Linked DNA regions of Mus musculus: region 2 is linked to region 1. A link is a contact called in public HiChIP or PLAC-seq data. All regions are on one chromosome and are shown on one strand. Each heading gives the region's core, a stretch centred on a gene start, on an enhancer-like site or on the middle of the called end of the contact. The rest is flanking DNA. Distances are from core to core; before and after follow the strand shown. Region 1 overlaps Dkk3 (dickkopf WNT signaling pathway inhibitor 3). Region 2 overlaps Mical2 (microtubule associated monooxygenase, calponin and LIM domain containing 2).

Evidence for each region. HiChIP or PLAC-seq counts read pairs in DNA pulled down with a chosen protein or histone mark.
Region 2: a contact with region 1 is called in an H3K27ac HiChIP or PLAC-seq map of heart atrium, with 5 read pairs. The contact joins two enhancer-like sites. A contact is called at or near these places in 3 of 115 datasets of contacts at active chromatin or transcription factors (double positive thymocytes, heart atrium and pancreatic cancer cells).

The regions. Positions count from the first base shown.
Region 1 is chr7:112,139,215-112,143,301 of GRCm38.p6, forward strand. The region is part of intron 4 of Dkk3 (dickkopf WNT signaling pathway inhibitor 3); the gene reads right to left. Among named protein-coding and RNA genes, the nearest start is that of Dkk3, 18 kb to the right of the region's middle. Within about 2 kb of position 1,682, at least 27 of the 459 cell types and tissues checked have an H3K27ac peak or open chromatin away from gene starts, as enhancers often do. A contact at or near this core is called in heart atrium and pancreatic cancer cells, where this site is marked.
Region 2 is chr7:112,296,865-112,300,559 of GRCm38.p6, forward strand. All of the region lies in intron 3 of Mical2 (microtubule associated monooxygenase, calponin and LIM domain containing 2), which reads left to right. Among named protein-coding and RNA genes, the nearest start is that of Mical2, 73 kb to the left of the region's middle. RefSeq lists an enhancer at 961-2,558. Within about 2 kb of position 2,312, at least 108 of the 459 cell types and tissues checked have an H3K27ac peak or open chromatin away from gene starts, as enhancers often do. A contact at or near this core is called in heart atrium and pancreatic cancer cells, where this site is marked.

The DNA of each region.
Region 1 (4,087 bases), core at 432-2,931:
CCATGCAACTGATTCTCAGACACCCTTGCAAATACAGCCTAATCGCCGCCTCTTCCAGGAAGCCCATCAAGAATGCAAAGGGCTTGAGTCTCCCCTGCTTTCAAGATGAGAAGGAAGCCCTCCTGTCTTACACAAGACCCTGGGGTGGGAGAGGAAGGCTTTGTTTTGTTTTTTCTGTTTTTTGTTTGTTTGTTTGTTTGTTTGTTTTCTCAAGACAGGGTTTCTCTGTATAGCCCTGGCTGTCCTGGAGCTCACTTTGTAGACCAAGCTGGCCTCAAACTCAAAAATTTGCCTGCCTCTGCCTCCCGAGTGCTGGGATTAAAGGCGTGTGCCACCACGCCCGGCTAGACGAAGGCTTTGATGGCAGCTGCACAGAAGCAGTGTGAACCTACCGTCTGGCTCCCTAAGCTGCATGCACACATTGGGGAAATGCTACCTGTTGCACCTTATGCCTGAGGACCTGGAAACATAAAGAATAAAAGCTTTGGTGCTGGAGCACATCACCTTCTGATAGAGAGAGACCTTGCCTCCCTCCCACATCTTCAATACCCTAAAGTCTAGAACAACGGGGCAGTTAGTGTCTTGGCTTACAGAGCAAGCAGATTCCCTACCAACCCACCCAACAAATTCCTCTCAGGCTGCTCTACTTAGTTCAGTCTCTGCCTCAGAAACCATGTGGTATACACCCATATACTTGAGAGGCTGAGGCAGGAGTCTAGGACCAGACTTGGCTATGACAGCCATAGCAAGACCCTGTGTCACAGTGAAAGAAATTGGGCTGGAGAGGTGTCTCAGTGGTGAAGACCATATACTGCTCTTCCAGAAGATCTGAGTTCCATCCCCTGAACCCATACCAGGTAGTTCATAACTGCCTATAACAGCTCCAGGGGAACTGACACCCTTTTCAGGCCTCCTTTCACTCACGTGCATATAAACACAAATACACACACACACACACACACACACACACACACACACACATTAAATCCTAAAAAAGAAATAAACTATGCACTCATATTGTAATTACTTATTTGGTTGATTGGTTGGCTGGTTGGCTGGTTGATTGGTTGGTTGGTTGGCTGGTTGGTCGGTTGATTGGTTAGCTGGTTGGTCGGTTGATTGGTTGGTTGGCTGGTTGGTTGGACCTGGGTCCCTTTGATGTTAGACTCTTTTACACTTACCTGCCTGTAATACAATAGGCCAGCAGGAGGAAATGCTAGTGAATGAGTAGTGAATGAGATAAGTGACTAGCGCATGGATTGGAGATAGTCAAAATATAATAACAGGGTCTCATGTAGCTTAGGCTAGTCTTAAACTTACTGTGTAGCCAAGGATAACCCTAAACTCATGATCCTCTTGCTTCTACCTGCTGAATGCTGAAATAACCATTCCTAGCTAGAAGGAAATGTGAGAGACTCACTTTAACCTAAGGGGAAATTAAGACACAAAATCATTAAAACACTAATCAAAGTCACACAGCTAATAGGTGTGTGACCAGCTCTTAATTAACTTGCTAAAGAACTTCTGCTAGGAGCATCTAAACACCCATGGGAAGGGGAGGAATAGGGACGCAGGGTAGAGGGAAGGAGGGCTTGCTGATTTCAGAGGTGGAGGCCACAGTCTCTAAGCTGCCATCACCTCCTCCCCTATGTGACTCAGCCCATGAGTTCACACAGACTGAGCACAGGGATGGGCCTTGCTGGGACTTCCCAGCTCCTTATCTGTCCCCCAACACCCCCCTCTCTCCATGGGACAGCCTGCAATGCAAATCTGACCTTTCTCTGACATTGAGAGAGCTGGCAGAGTGAGCTGAACTTCAGAAGACTCTGTTTGCTTCAATTTCTGCTCAGTGGCCACCCCTTTGAGCTTGCGCACACCACAGACAAGCTCTTCCTTCTGCTTGATCCTCCCTGAGGACCACAAACTGAGACACTCCGTATAGCCAAGGCTGCCCAGAAACAAGCCTGAGAAATTGCTGACATTTTGAGGACAATACTCAGGTGGGAAATTCTGCAGGTCCTCTCCTGACACTAGGTACGTTCAACCTTTACCTAAGAGGCTGACCTCCAGGTTCACACAGCAAACTTGTCTATACAGGAATTATGCATAGTCTACCAGGTCTTTGAGGCTGACTTTAAAGATTATTTTTATTTTATGTGTATGCCACATGTGTGCAGGTACCCATAGAAAGCCAGAAGAAGGAGTTGGATCCCCTGAAGCTGGAGTCACAGACAGTTGTGAACCCTCTGATACGGGACTTAGGAACTCAACTAGGGTCTTCTGCAAGAGCAGCAAGCACCCTTACACTGGGCCATCTCTCTATCCCATTAAAATATTTTCAAAACAGTAATCTATAAGGTCAATACAAACTGAAATTCCTCCAGAGGTTTCTACTGTATATTTTATCACGCTTTTTTTTCTTGTTTTTTTTTTTTTTTTTTTTTTTTTTTTTGAGACAGGGTTTCTCTGTGTAGCCCTGGCTATCCTGGAACTCACTCTGTAGACCAGGCTGGCCTCGAACTCAGAAATTCGCCTGCCTCTGCCTCCCAAGTGCTGGGATTAAAGGCGTGCGCCACCATTGCCAGGCTTTATCACGCTTTTTAATACATACTTTTTTCCTTAAAAATGAGATATTTTTATGTTATACAATATATCTTATACAATTTATATAAGTACCTCTCTGAAATTGATTTTCTTACCAATTTTGTTGAAAACATCCTCTTATCTTTTCATACCAATTTACATTAAACCTAAATAAAACTTATTTACTTACTTGTGTTTTAAAGACAGAGTCTTGAGAGCGGGAGAGCTGGCCCTAACCCTTGTTAGCTGCAGCATTGGGTGCAGAGCTTGCCCTGGTGGTGTGGATGCAGGAGATCAAGCTGGCTGAACAACTCAGCTACCACCCAGGCCCAGATCCAGGGCTTCAAGATGGCCCACCCCAACATCTACCCCGTTAATCAACTGCTGGAACATGTGAAGGCTGCAAGATCCATGACACAGGGCAACAACAGAGTATTAGAGAGGAGTCCCAGTGAGCATCTAGTATTGATAGTGTAGCAGAAGCCAGGACTCATTTGCAGTGAGCATTTGCAAGTAAAGATCTGTGAACAAAAGGGTATAGTGTGTGACAGTTTCCACAGTGAGATTTGTTTGTTTGTTTGTTTGCTTGCTTGCTTGCTTGCTTGCTTAATTTTCTTTTGTGAGGGAGGTTGTAAAAGCAGAGGGCAGATATGAAGGAATGGGAAGATGAGTGCGATTGAGATACACAAAGAATTGATAAAAAGTTAAAAAAAACAAAAATAAAGCAAACAAACAAAAGGAACAGTCCCATGTAGCCCAAACTGGCCTTGAACTCGCTATGTAGTCAAGAATGGCCTTGATTCCATCCTGAGCCTCCTGCCTCCATCCTCAGTGCTTGGGTTTTAGGTGTGCAACACCATGCCCTGTTATTCCTGTGGTGGAGATGGAACTTAGGCCTTCATCCATACTTGGCTAGTACTCGACCAACTGAGCTACATTCCTGGCCTGAAACTCATTTACTAAGACCACAGTGCTTCGATTCAAGACATGAAATCATTCACAGATGGCAGATTCCTTTTTGGAGGACACTTTGGGTGAGGGCATACCAACCCCATGAATATGTCTCCCCATACCATCTGTATTTGGGACTAATTATCCATGCCTCAGGGCAGCAGAGGTCTTCAATTTTCCACGTAATTTTTCTCCCATGGTATTAAGGGTCTTCTACTTGGCCTGATATAAGAACATCATATTCTTTGTAGTTTAGGGACTAACCATGGGGGGGGGGGGCTCACAGCAGCCCAAGAGACTTCCTACCAGGTCTGTTTTCTTCTACAGAAACAGGCATACACCTGCTACCAGGACTTACACTCTGGCCATCAGCTCCTCTCCTTGTCTGCTGCCACGTGACGCATGCACAGAGCCGCAACAGAAAGGTCAGCTCGAGGCCAGGACCTTCAGCAAAGCACCCAGACTGAAGTAACTGTCCCACAGCTTCCTCCCCAGACAGAGGCAGCGGGGCTCTCCCAGACAGCGTCTGCTTGCTGTTTAGTCCTGTTCTTTT
Region 2 (3,695 bases), core at 1,062-3,561, 160 kb after region 1:
TGCTTTTGAAGTGTGTTAAACTTCATTTCAGCCGAGGGCCAAGGCAGTAGTGGTCAGTAGGAAATGAGTGGCAGACCCCCATTTTCATTGTTGCACAGCACCTCTCCATAGCCTTGGCCCATATTGCACCCAAGGAGAAGGGAGGCAGGAAGCAGAGACAGAAACAAATACTGTAGACTGTTGAGGGACTGTTGAGCCCTGGCCTAGCCCTGACTCCACTCAGTGACTCTTGTCCTTTCCATCCTGGGTCCCAGCATCCCCATTTATGGGCTAGGAGGAGGGCCAGTTGGAAGGTGCACTGTGCCATTGAGAAATTAGTAATTAGATTGGGGCTATGGCTCGGTGTGTGAGGTACTTGCCATGCAGTGTAAGAACTGGAATTGGGATCTCCAGAAGCCACATACTTGCTGGCTAGGTGTGGCAGCACATCTGTAATCTAGGCTCAGAGGCAGTGATCTACAGACCAGGCTGGCTAGCTAGACTAACCTGGGTCTGTGATCTCCGTGCTCACTTGAATAATATAGAAAGTGATTGAGGAAAATGCCAGGTGGCAACGTCACAACTTCAGGCACACACACACACACCTGCACACACATGTGTCCCCATGCCTATACATGTGAACATACATACACACCCATGCATACCACACAAATACATACATGCAAAAAAGGCAGGTGGAGTTGGAGAGATTGCTCAATCATTAAGAGCACTGGCTGCTCCCACAAAGGATCTGGGTTCAGTTTCCAGCACCCACATGGCAGGCCACAACTATCTGTAACTCCAGTTCCCAAAGATCCAACAACCTTCATAGGCACTTGCAGGCAAAGCATACACACACACTCACACACACACACACACACACACACACACACACACATATACACACGCACACACATATGTTTAATATATGTGTGTATGTATGTATGTATGTATATGAATTTTAAAGAGTCATGCTTTCAGGGCCCCTCTGAGGTAGAGATCTATGTAGAGCAAGAGATCTATGTAGCCTCCACTCACACCCTACTAGCATTTATGTCTTGGCTAGGTATACTAGCTGTTGTCCCCCTCCTGCTCCTTGATAAATAGTCTGTTTTTCCATGTGGTGTTTGTCTCTTGTCGAGAATGTGCAGGTCTGAACTCTTCTAAGATTATCTTTACAGTGGATTTCCTGCTGGTGGTAGATCTGCTTGCTCCCCAATGAGCAATAATTCACATGGCCCAAGAGCACAGATAATACCGCCGTCCATGATGTAGGTGGCCTTGGCAGCCCCCTGCTCCTTCTGTCTGGGTGGGAAGCTGCAAACGTTAACCCCAGCTGGCATGCACCCAACATCCCTCTCATGGTCAGAAAGCCAGAACTGAGTTGGCGTTGAGTGGGTGGGAAGCTCATTCATCCATCAGCTACGTGTTGGGCCTCCTGTGCGTACCAGGCAGTGGATGCGTTCCAGGCACACAGATAACACAGCGGATGGGGCAGCTCTTGAGACCCAGCCAACGATAACATGGGAGCTTTGTTCTGGGGCAGCAGTAATGAGTGAGCCAGTGGGACCATAAGAGAAAAGTATGCAGTCTAATTTAGGAAGGCCTTTGGGCTGTGTGTGTTCATGGGGTCGTGGTATGTGTACATGTTTGCTTATATGTGTGTGTAAGCCAGAGGACAACCTTGAATGTTACTCTTCAGGAGATATTTCCTTGTCTATTGAGATAGGGTCTCTTTCCTGCTGGTGGTAGATCTGCCCACTCCCCAGTGTGCAATAATTCAGTCACCCCAGTGCATAGATAATACTGACATCCATGATGTAGGTGACCTTGGCAGACAGACCCCTGCTCCTACTGTCCGGGTGGGAATCTGCAAACGTTAACCCTGGCCTGAGCCTCGCCGTCTTAACTAGGCCAAGGAGTCAGTGAGCCCCAGGGGTCCTCCTGTCTCTACCTCTCCAGAGCTAGGCGATAGGTGTGCACCACCAAACACAGATTGGTCTTGCTCTCCCTGTTTTTGTTTTTGTTTTGTTTTGTTTTGCTTTTTAGCCTGGGTTCTCTCACTCAGCATAGGTTCTCCTGCTTGTGCAGGGAACACGTTACTGACTGAGGCTGAGTTTTAACCAAAAGCTCTATTTATTGAAAGTCTGTTCTCAGTGGTAGTTGCTGGCTGGGTCTGTGGAAAGGGGAGAGTCCTTTGCCTCTGCATTCAGTCTGCTGAGCCACGCCTGTCCAGAGCCTCCACTGGCCATGGGCATCCCTGGAAGCCAGGACTGCTCCTCTGCTCAGACACACGGCTACACAGTATTTGACCCCTTGTCAGAATGCCAAGGCCCATTCTGATCATAACTAGCATAGTCCAAGAGGGAACTGTCCTGCCTCCACAACCCCAGCCAACAGGCCCTTGTGCCAGCCTGGATTTTCTCCCCTGATATAACTAAGCCCACTGGCATTTGCTTTGATTAAGATTATGGTATGATTGGTATCTCTGAGATTCAGGCCCAAAATATGTAACAGAGCTTAGGATGATGGGAAAGCCAAACATTCACTGATGGAAAACCAGGTGTCACCAAGAGGGCTGGATGTGAGACCTGGCTAATATTTGCACTCTCTATGTACAACAGCCCCTGGCTGGAGGAGAGGAGGTTTCCTGCCTTGTGTGGAGACCGGAGATGGGTCAGGCCTGGTGAACAAAAACTGCAGAAGGCCTCTGTCCCCTTCCTGCCCTTCTTCACCCTACATGCTCTGGCTGGCCCAGCCTTGTCCGTGGAGTGACAGAGCTCACCAACAGGAAACATGCAGTAACTGCATAGACATGTAACGGGTCCAGACTTCGCCCCAAAGCAAACCTCACAAGCGTGGGGTTTGGAGCAGGCTCTGAAATGACCGTCATTGTCTGGCTATGTGGAGCAAGAAGCACTGTGGAGGGTGAGATAAAGTGTGGATTTGGGCTGAGGAAGCTGGTTGTCTCCAGGCATGTCCAGAGAGGAAGCCAGCTCTGCCGCCCCCACCCCCACCCCACCCCCATGTACTCTCCAAAATCTCTGGGGGTGAGTCAAATCTCAGCAGTGACTTCATTTCCTCTAACTGGGTGTCTACAAACTCTTTGAACGGTTCCAGCCAGTAAACTATACTGATTGCAGTGTGGGAGCTTCTGATACGCTTGATCGAGTCTTCCTCTGGGACCTTGGCAGCCTAGGGGAGTGAGACGGCCAGAGGATGGAGTGTTTGTTCAAGCAGGGGGATGTGTTTTTAAGATAACATTTAATCCCAAGTAGAGGGACGTTTCCAGATGTCTCAGCAACATCCGACAGTGAGTGAGGAGCGGGTGATGGTCTCCTCCATTGTTGCCTAGGTGAACAGTTTCACCTATTCGTCTATACCTACCCGCCCATCCCCCACCCCCACTCACCCACCCACACCCTCACCTGTGAGCTCCTGCCTCTGCTGGACTACTGCCATGTTTTCAGGTCTTAGGCAACACGGAGACTATGCACAAAATTAGATGTTTATGTGCCTATCTAGGTCACCATGTGTCCCCTTCTTCTGTCCTAACAGACCATGTCCTCCCTGAAAGAGCACAGGATCTTCTTCAACATGCAGCAACTTGGCATGGACCTTGTACAAATTCCTGACTCTTCTTTACCCATGGCCCCAGTGCCAACAAGACCAGTGCTTTTAAGACCCTCAGCATCTGGGTGCAGACTAGCTCTCCT